2 separate regions of the Mus musculus genome follow, and region 1 is linked to region 2. The links are chromatin contacts, called in public Hi-C maps. All regions are on one chromosome and are shown on one strand. The core of a region is the stretch at or near the end of the contact, and the rest is flanking DNA. Distances in the headings are between cores, read along the strand shown. Region 1 has its middle 15 kb from the start of Gm30498. Region 2 holds the start of 1700069P05Rik (RIKEN cDNA 1700069P05 gene).

Region 1 (5,151 bases), core at 254-2,753, 44 kb after region 2:
CAGCGATTCTTGCTTACAGGCTGCTCCACCTCTGGGCTCCGTGATCAATAGGCACCTTGGGGAGGGTTGGAGGGATCCACAGAGGTCCATGGACGAGATACTCTGAAGTCTTTTGCTAGGAAGTACAGCACATGGGCAATGCCGTCTGTGGTTATCACAGCCAAGTGGTCTGAGAGTATAGGACAGCTGTGTGCCCGTCGCTGCAAGTCCAGGCCAGACAAATGTGATAATGTCCCTTCATTCCTGCCCCTGCCAGTAATGTTTTTACTCCGCTTCATACTCAGTCCACCGTGGTCTGCCTTGCCTCATGGTACCACCAGGGCCTGGACCTCAACCCTGCCAGCTTCGTGGCCTCCAGCTGAACTCCTCTATTTCCCAGTGCTATCAGCTTCCCTCGGGTGACCTGAGATGAACACCTGTGGTGGCTGCCCTCATTTGACAAACAGGCATCTTCCCAGGTACCTTGGCCTGCAGGTTCTATTGACAGCTGCTGACAGCTGGTCTCCATGTCTTGCCTGACTGCCTTCCCCAAGGCTGTACTTGCCTTTACCACAGCCTGCACGGGTGAAAGAAGATATGGATGCTTTACCAGGAGACAGGGCAGAAAGAGTCCCTCAGAGGGACTCCACCTTCTACTTGTAGATGGTCCAACTCTTGCCAGGGCTGGGCTGGCTGGCAATGGTAGAGATAGCTCAAGCCTGACAGATGGTATGGGCAGGAATAGGGTGGGGATCTTTCTTTGTGGACTTGTGTCTTCCCTCCCAAGTTCTCTGAGCTGGTTAGGTAGGGGAGAAGCTCTGAGGTTCTCACTCAGAGGAAGTAGTGCTGGCATCTGAATCCCCAGTAGGCAATGGGATGAAACCGTGTTCTGGCAGGAGGCCTACACCACAGCAGTTTTCTGCTGGTACCTGATGCTTGTAACCAGGACATGGTCCTCCTGCAAAGTGACTAGTCCCCTGTCTTCTGCCTCAGCCTGAAGTAGTTGCTGTCCTGTAGCCTGGTACAGCCCCATTCCCTTCTCACCTCCCTGCTTCATCGTTTCTCAGCCTGATCTGGCCCTAATTTTAGGGGTAGGCTGCAGTGCAGGATCCCTGGGAAACTCTAACTTGCTGGATCAAGAGACTCGGCTATTAGCTCCTGCCCTGCCTCTCTCATCTGTGAAACCAGGTCACACCAGATCACCGCCTGATTTCCATCAGCACTGTCTCTCAGAGGGTCCCCAGGGTTCTGTGAAAACAGACTGGCCCATGGCCCAGCCCATGGAAGGTACAGTCTCACTCTTGCTCTCCTGTCTCCAGATAGGATCATCATCAATAAAAGTGTCTCCATATTTCATTAAAGTGAATTACTGATGGTTTGTCTGGGGGGTGTGGGGGAGTGGCAAAGTGCTGGAAGCCGACAGACAGAAGCTTCCAGGGAGCACAGAGCCAGGGGAGCAGCCAGACACCAGGCTGGGTAGGGCTGGCACTGGGATTCCAAGATCCCCAGACCTTGGAAGGGACCTGATTGTAGGGAATGGCTTGTTCCCGGATGTGCTAGGCTAACCCCCTGAATCATAAGCTAGCCCAGTCTGGCTCCACTCCCTGATTAGATGACAGTTGATCTCAGCTGTAGGTCTCAAAGGGCTATGAGCACTCATGGGTGGGAATGGCAGTTCTCCAGCCTCCAGGGCATAAAGGCAGTGGGGTGCTGAGCACAGTTGGTGTCCTAAGGCCTGGCTGACTTCCAGGAGGTGACCTGTTCTACTCTGTGTGCTGCATCATTAGCTGGAACTTCCGTAGTGTAGTGACAGCATCCTGCCAAGGACCAGTTCACAGGTTCAAGGAAAGCAATGGCAGAGGATCAGCACTGCCCAGGGATGGAACACAGGGCAGATTTCATCTACCCACACTCTGCCTAGAGCCTGGTGGTCTAGCTTCAGAGAAGCATTGTGTCTCTGACCCCCAGGCTTGTGGACCTGTCACCAGGACAGAACAGCAGGCTTCAGAGCTATAAGAGTTCAGAGAGGACCTTTCCTCTCCCACAGCTGTCCCTCATAGCTCCTCCACAGCAGGGTGGCTCTTAGGCACCCCCAGGAGGGCAGACCCAGCAGCACCAGGTGAGAGCACTCTTAGTCCTCCTCTATCACTGGGGTGGGGTTGGATCTTCCTGTCCCTCCCTCTTGCCCTCTATCCTGAGGCTCAGATCTGAGGTTCTCTGTCCCTCTGCTGCCTGTCCTCCCAACCCCTGTGTTAATGGGCCACATCCATTAGGGCCGATGACAGGGACTGCCAGAACTGCCACCAATGAGATGTCCTTTGATCTCTGTGCAGCAGGAAAAAGGAAGGCCAGGAAGAGGAGGTGACCTTTTCTAATAGCCAGTGTAGACGAGCTCTGACTCTATAAACCAGGGTGCTGCTTGTAAGGCACAGAACAGCCAACCTTCTCTGGGAGAAAGGCCTGTATCTATACCAGACATTCTTCAGAGGAAGGACATGGACTCGGGTAGTCACGATAGACATCTTGAGGGGCTCACGGTACCCCAGTACACCTAGACCAATCCCAAGGAGGGTGGGAATCATTTGTTTTCAAACGTTTCCTGGAACCTTCTCCTCCATAAAAGGGTTTGTCTCTCTTTAGGAGAGGCCTGAGGTGAGCATCCTACATCCTTGGACATCTGAGGCCTCAGCTCTTCTCAGAGATTCCCCTGCCCTCCTAAGACCATCTGAATCTGAAAAGACTCTAAAGGCAGCTGGACGGACATGAAGGGTCCAGAGCACGAGGCACAGTGTGCACCTTCTTCACAGCACAAGTGCATCTGAGGAGTTCAGCATCCAGGCTGCCTCTGCCTGCCTTACCTGGGACTGTCCTGTGGATGCAGGTCAGACAGAGCCTAGGCTCTGACCCTGGGGTGCTGACCCTGCACTATGGAGGAACACTATCCTAAAGTGTCCCTAAGTGCTGTCTCACCAAGGGTAATGTCTTTGGGGCTAGTGACTGAACAAGAGGACATTCAACTGTTGTCCTTCTGTGCTCCATAGCTTCCCTTGATGCTCTCACAAACAGCAGCCAGTAGATCAGAGAAGGAAGAGAGACTTGGTATCCAACTGGTCCTCTGGTTCCTAAATCATCTCCTAGACAATGGCCTCTCCCTCTTTCCCAACACTGTGGGTTCCTAGTCATGGTCCAATGCAAGGCCAGGTGGGATAGCTGCTCCCATGCTCTGGAGGCTGCCCACTGCACCACCCTGCTAAGAGCCTCCAGCTCCCTGAAGTTGTGAGGCAAGCCTGAGGAGTGGCCCCAGGCCAAACCTGAAGCGATCACCCTCCACCACAGATGTGAGTCCCCACATGAGGCCCCTTTTGAGACCTGGTTGTGAACATTAGTCATCCTGTTCCAAGAGATTCCAGACATGGGTCGCCATGAGACTATTTTAGATAGATAAAAGGACAATTATTATTAGCAGAAGAAAGAAAGAAAGAAAGAAAGAAAGAAAAAAAGAAAGAAAGAAAGAAAGAAAGAAAGGAAGGAAGGAAGGAAGGAAGGAAGAAAGAAAGAAAGAAAGAAAGAAAGAAAGAAAGAAAGAAAGAAAGAAAGAAAGAAAGAAAGAGAGAGAGAAAGGAAAATGCAGAGCAGAAAATAGAAATTGCAAAACGAAGACAGGTATGGAGGCACAAGAAGAAAAGGGGTGGAAGGTGAAATGGAGCAGAGAAGAAAAAAGGAAAGTGTTGGCAGAGCCAGGAGAGGTGTGAGTGAGCTGGGGCCCAGTGCAGGCCGTGGGCAGTGTGGTGATAAGTGGTTGATGTGGCTGGGTGTGGGACAGATATTGGGTAGATGGCATTGGGTCTACTCTCTAGGACTGGTGACTTGGGTATATGGTTTGGGACCCTCTTGGATACTTATTTCACTGTAGGGATGGCAGGGTGTTAGAGGTCAGAGCCCCAGTCTCTTTCAGAGACAGCACTGTGACGAGAGGGGATGGTTTCAAAGCTAAAGCTGAGAGTGCGATCACGAGGATGCCATGGGCAACCGCCACTTGGCAACAAGAGGGCCCCAGCTATGGACAGTGAGCTCAGAGCTCTACTCTGGAGAAACGGACCCATCTTTTTGTTGTTGTTGTTGTTTTGTTTTGTTTTGTTTTGTTCGTTTTTTGGGTTTTTTGAGACAGGGTTTCTCTGTGTAGCCCTGTCTGTCCTGAAACTCACTTTGCAGACCAGGCTGGCCTCGAACTCAGAAATCTGCCCGCCTCTGCCTCCTGAGTGCTGGGATTAAAGGCGTGCGCCACCACACCTGGCTATGGACCCGTCTTAAAAGTGACCTCTACCACTCTCCAGTTAGACAAGACAAGATCACTAATCATGAGCTCACATTCACAAACACTGGTGGACTGCAGGATGGAAGCCAGGTTGATGGAATGGAGACAAGAGTGAAAGGCAGGCCAGGGCTAAGGGGTGTGCCAGAAAAACAAACAAACCACCCTGTCAGATACCTTGGTCTCCTTAGTTTCTTGGAAAAAGCTTTTTAGGGACCTATCCAGCCTTAGAACCTACAGGTACTATAGACAGCTGTCCCAATTCACACATTGTGGACAGTGCCAGCCTCAACCTCACATCTCTGAAGAGGAAGTTGCTTGAGCCATCAGCTTAGATTCTGGTACCTGGCACTCCCTCACTGTGAGAAATTCAGGAGGGCAGATGGTTAGGTCCACAGCAAGGTAGGGCAAGGGATGCCCATCCCCTGGGGTCATTAAAGGTGGAACACTGTGAAAAGTAGGGTGGCTGGATGACCTGGGGTCTGAGTGGTGACTGGCAGAGGGTTTGAACAATGGGAGCTGGTGGACCCAGGCTGAGAGCACCTATCTGCCAGATGAGTCTGAGTCTAGTCAATACCTCGGACTCCAGGAAAAGGGAGGCTCAGCAGAACCGGGTAGCTCAGCCCCAACTGAGAAGCAGAGAGCATCCCGGGGGGCAAGTGCTGGCTATAAATGCCAAGGGGAGCATCCAACAAGGCAAACTAATGGTCTTCAGTGGGCGAGGCAGACAGCTGGGAATCACAGGCGGACTTCCAGATCAATACTTGTGCGCTGATTTGCTGAAGAGGCTTTTATGAAGTTTAAGCAGAGTTCATTGTTAAATACTCTTATGTTCAAAGGATGTGGGCGGCCGTATTAAT
Region 2 (5,001 bases), core at 1,965-4,464:
CAAAAATGGAGGGAAAACAAAAAAAAACCAACAAAACAAACAAACAAACAAACAAAAAAAAACCTCTGACCCAAAATCAGAAGCAAGAAGCCAGCCTATGTCTCTAGGGACGACTTAGGAACCAGCATAATAACCTGTGCAATTGACCCTAAAGGGCCAGACTTTGATCAATAATGACAAATTCTCTAAGCCCCCTCTACTTAGGAGTAGCCAGAAAGAGCCTAAATTCACCCCACTCTGCTCCCAGTCACACACCCCTGCTTCTAGCTAGCTGCCCCCCAGTGTCCCAGGGCACATTAGAAGTCTTGCTCTATCTACTATAAATATCTTGCTATATCTCACCTCACCTGCCTCAAAGTCCCTGTAAGACTATCCCTCCTGTTGTACTAAACTCTAAGCAAAGAGGCATTGGCTTCCCTCTTTGTTGTTCTTTGTGTGCAAATCTCTGTGTGTAGCCATGTCTCCAGCTCAGGGCTTTCTGCACAGCCGACAAATACTCTACTGCTAAGTCCAATGTGTTTGGTAGCTCTTGTCTCTAAGAACTATGCTAACTGAACAGCGAGCTGTGAAGATCAATAAAGCTATAGATATTGGTGGTTCTTGGTGATGGGACATTGGAGTTCATTGTATTGCTCTTTTTCTTGTCCATATGTCTGATTTTTCCCCCATAATAGATATTAAAATTATATTTCTCTTACTCTGCATTTTCCATTGGGACCCACTTTTTTTTTTAATATGGCTGAAATAGATTCATTTCTTCAAGTGAAAGGCAGGGACTGAATGTCTCTTGTACTGGTCAACTTTAGGCACCAGGGCAGTGAGCAGAATAGAAAATGCTGCTGTTAGGAGCTAGTGGGTGACTGGCAGTGAAGCCAGCCTCGGTAGTGGCCTCTGCTCACTGACACCATGGCTTATGGCAAGTTCTCTTTGTGTTTAATTAGATTTGCCTGCCTTTTCCAACTTACAGGCAATAAATAAGCTGCTCTAATAATTTGAAACGCAGTGATTGTATTTAAAAAGAAAGGAAAGAGATGGGAATATATAACTAGGTATGCGGCACATGGCTAGCATGTGTAAGGTTCTGGGTTTGATTCTCAATACGGCAATAAATGAATAAATAAATAAAATGTAAAGGAAACTTTACGGATCAGGTTGAAGAACAATGGAACAGTTGATGCTTAAGCAAAGTGCCGCCCATGCTGCTTGAAGAAGCAGTGTCCAATGTCCCCCTGAGCATCATGGTACCACAGCATAGGAGGATGTCTGGGTGTGTGCTGGGCCACATGGTGATTGGGGCTGCCTGTTAATTTATTTCAGTTTGGGCCTATAATCTTCGTAACCTCTGGGTCTCTCCTTATTCCTGCTCTCTCCCATTTTTCTTCTTCTAAAATGACCAAAAGAAATACAACTTGCCATTTAGGTGAGAAAAAAAAATTCATCTCCCCATCAAAAAATCAATTAGTCAGTGGAGAATTTTATTAGTCAATCATGTAAAGGTAATTAAAAATATTGATTGATGGGGGTGGCTGTGGCTGAGAGCTGCTTCTGTCCCAGCAGTGGGTGGGCAGACAGCCGGTGGACCACTAGGGAGAAATGGAGAATAAGGGCTTTTAAATCATTCCCCTATGCGCCTATTCCAAGGTCAAGTAGGGACACGTGAGACAAGGGACTCAGCTGACTCTGGAGTCTTATTCGTATGTGAGAATGGGTCCTGAACACACGTTTCTCATGTGTTCATGCATTGCATGAGACAGTATGTCTGCTCATGACAGTGGAGGTATGCTCCAAAGGGACAGGGATTCTGGCTTCTGGGTCTAGCCTTGTCTGGGGCCACTGTGTCCCTCAGGGTAGAAATGCTCCCAGATGAGAGACTGACATAAAGGGGATAGTGTGGTAGCCTAATTTTGCTTTGCTCAATACCCGGCTTGGGAGTCAGAATAGAAAAAGAGCCCCAAATACTGATTCTGTTACCTCCTGATGCTGAACTCCGTGCCTTGCAAAGCCTCACCAACGAAGTGGATTTTGCTCTGGACACTGCACATCGGGCTGGGTGTGGTAGGGACCAGCTGTCTCTACTCCACCTACTCTAGCAGATGGGGGAACACATAGTTTTGTTGTTCCTTCCCAGGAACCCTGGGCTTCCTCGTGGCATGGTGGTTAGTTGCCAAGGATGGAACCTCCTTGAATAAGGAGATAGCCAGGCAGAAAATGAATGTCTGTCTGTGGCCTAGCCTGTGCCCCAGATCCAGCATTACTTCTTTCCACAGATTTCTGGTCACTCCGACATCTGACAAGGACACTACCCCACTGTTTTCCTTCTCTCTACTGCTCATGGAGGCCCAGCTACCCATCAGTGGTGTAGAGTTCACCATTGATGTTGGTCCTAGCTCTTAGATGATTTACTGTATCGATTACCTTTTACTGCTGTGACCGCAGTACCTAGGAGGACAACTTAAGGAAGGCTTCTCTTTGTGGCTCAGGGTTTCAGCCCATGTGCCTTGGGCACTGTGGTTCTGGGCTCATATAGAGGCAGAACATTATGTGGCAGAAGCGTGTCCCGGAGGCTGCTTGTCTTATGGCGAATAGGAGGCATAGAGTGAGGCAGGAAGGGCCTAGAGATAGTATATTCCTAGGGACCCATGCCTGATGTCCTACCCACTTCTTACCTGTGGGGCAATATGGCTAGAACTGGATCCATGCTGCTTGAGAGGAACGTTGAGTGCTTACAGCCTACTGCTTCTGAATTCCAAACCTTAATGGATGTAGGTGCCTAGATCCTCAGGTCTGTTTGCCCCATGAGTCTCAACCCCTGCCCCTAAACCCAGCAGGTCCCAAGCCCATAGGCATGAGGGAACAAATATTTACCCACTGCTGGGTTTGGCAGCTCCCCTAGACCCAAGGCCTGAGTTGGGACCTCCCTGACACAGGAAATGAAGCTGAACTTTGATGCTCCAAGAAGACAGACCCCTGAGGTGTGTGGGGAAGGCTGTCCACCCACTTTGTTCCTTTGTCTGGGGTCTTCAGGAGAGAGCCCTTATCTGATGTGACTTTAGTATGTTTCAATACTTGGTCCCCAGTTAGTGGAACTGTTCAGGACGATGTGGCCTTACTGGAGGGGGTGTATCACTGAGGGTGACCCATGAGGTTTCAAAGGCCCACACTATCCCAGTTATCTCTCTTTGCCTCATAGTTGTGGATGTAAGTTCTCAGCTACTGTTTCAGTGCCACACCTGCCTGCCTATTGTCAGGCTCCCTGCCTTGGGGGGCGTGAACTAACCCCCTGGGACTGTAAGCCCTAATAAACTCTTCTATAAGTTGCCTTGGTCATGGTGTTTTGTCACAATGGAAAAGTAGCTAAGACAGCTCCTTAGAGACCAGGAACAGACACAGCATGTCTAGGCTGTGGGGGACATCTCCTTCCTTCCTGCGGCTTCTATGTCTCTGGTTCAGTCATCGTGACCTTAAATGCTCCCATATTGAAAGGTTCTGTGCCTGCTTTTTAGTCTGATTTTTTTCCCCAAAGTCACCTCCAGGATTGTATGCAGGCTGTTCAAGCTCCATAAAACTTGCTATTTGTTTAGACTGGCTGACATTTCCACAGTCTTTTATTAAAGAAAATCTCCTTGGGAGACGGCAGGATGTTTGCGCAGAGCTTATGCCCTCTGCCTCTGGCCCCTGGTGCCCTAGAGCAGTGGGTATGGAGTGGGGACTTTATCAGGAGCCAGCAGTAGCTTGGAGAGTCTGTGCAGAATGCAGCACAGCACCCAGCAAGGTAGCAGGGATATGGCATCTTTTTCTGTCCTGAAAAGAAAGGTGGGCACTCACCCTGCTTCCCAGATGCAGAGACTCTGGCTACCCTTCACCCCAGGTGCAGTGATCCTCCAGGTCTCAATTTGGTTCTGACCCAGGGTTCACGGGGCAGGGCACATGGTAAGTGGAGGCCACCTGTCCTCTGCTCCTTCCTGGAACTTTGGATCCAATGCAGAGGTTCCAGATGTTTGGGCTGAGAATCCAGCTCCGGAGACCAGACCAGGTTTTAGTCTGTCTTGGGCTTTGGGGTTCCGATCCCTTTCCTCCCCTTCATGTCTTGTATCAGCTTCTGTGACCCGACAGCATGAGATGGGCGGTTGTAGATAGATGTTATTTTGAACTAACATTCTTAATTATTGTTTGGGACCCGTCTTAGCTGCATCCTTCCTCAAGTCTCTTTGGCCAGACTCAGCAGAGGTGTTCTTTCTCTGCTTTCCCATGGGTTCGTCTGAAGAGGAATGACTAATGTCACACCCTTTACCCTGGCAGGGGTCTTCCAAGGGGAAAGGTGGCCTCCTCACAACCCCCCAACCCCCTGCTATCATGCATGCTCTTCTGAAGAAGGCGCCCTGTGTTCACCTCTCTTGGCCCTCATGGAGGTGCTTCTGACGATTCTCTCTGCTCAGGTCTGTCTTACACTTACCTCATTCCCAGAAGACCATGGAGTGACCATCACGTCATTTGGGGATTGAGTACCCAGTCCTCTACAGAGTAACCTAGAGGGAACCCAGGACCTGTCCCTGGCCTCTGTGCTGAGAGGACATAACCTCTTATGGGGTTACTCCAGGGAACAGGTTGTGTACCTTGAGCCTCCCAGGGCAGCCAGCCAGGCATCTTCATCTCTTTGCAGTGCCTGACAAACAGCAGAGGCCAGGTTCTGGAACCAGGCCTGGCAACCAGAGGGATCAGGGACACAGAAGTAGAGAGGGAACCTAACTGTGCAGTCTTGGAGGAAAGAAAGGTCAACTCAGCATGTCCGTCTTGCTCAGCCTCAGCACGAAGAGCCAAAGATTGTGGCTGGTTTGGCCTTAATTAAATCTCACCACAGACCAGGCATATGCACTGAGGTAAATTGATGGGCTCGAGCAGTAGCCTTGCACATCTGTGTAAACACCCCTCCATACCCTCCACTCTGGCTTTCACCAGATATACACAGAGGGCATCTCTGTTTCACTGGCACAAGGCTTGTGC

Evidence for each region. A called contact is a pair of places that touch in the nucleus more often than the background predicts.
Region 1: a contact with region 2 is called in a Hi-C map of the N1E-115 cell line, with 2.1 times the contacts expected there. The contact joins the enhancer-like site here to the promoter of 1700069P05Rik in region 2. A contact is called at or near these places in 2 of 484 Hi-C or Micro-C datasets (the AML12 cell line and the N1E-115 cell line) and 2 of 115 datasets of contacts at active chromatin or transcription factors (double positive thymocytes and embryonic stem cells).

Annotation. Positions count from the first base shown.
Region 1 is chr6:118,290,943-118,296,093 of GRCm38.p6, forward strand. No RefSeq gene overlaps it. Among named protein-coding and RNA genes, the nearest start is that of Gm30498, 15 kb to the right of the region's middle. Within about 2 kb of position 1,504, at least 8 of the 459 cell types and tissues checked have an H3K27ac peak or open chromatin away from gene starts, as enhancers often do. A contact at or near this core is called in the N1E-115 cell line, where this site is marked.
Region 2 is chr6:118,245,240-118,250,240 of GRCm38.p6, forward strand. It overlaps 1700069P05Rik (RIKEN cDNA 1700069P05 gene), which reads right to left and starts at 3,215. Exons shown (of 3, transcript NR_040527.1): 1 at 2,667-3,215; 2 at 1,972-2,081; 3 at 1,456-1,583.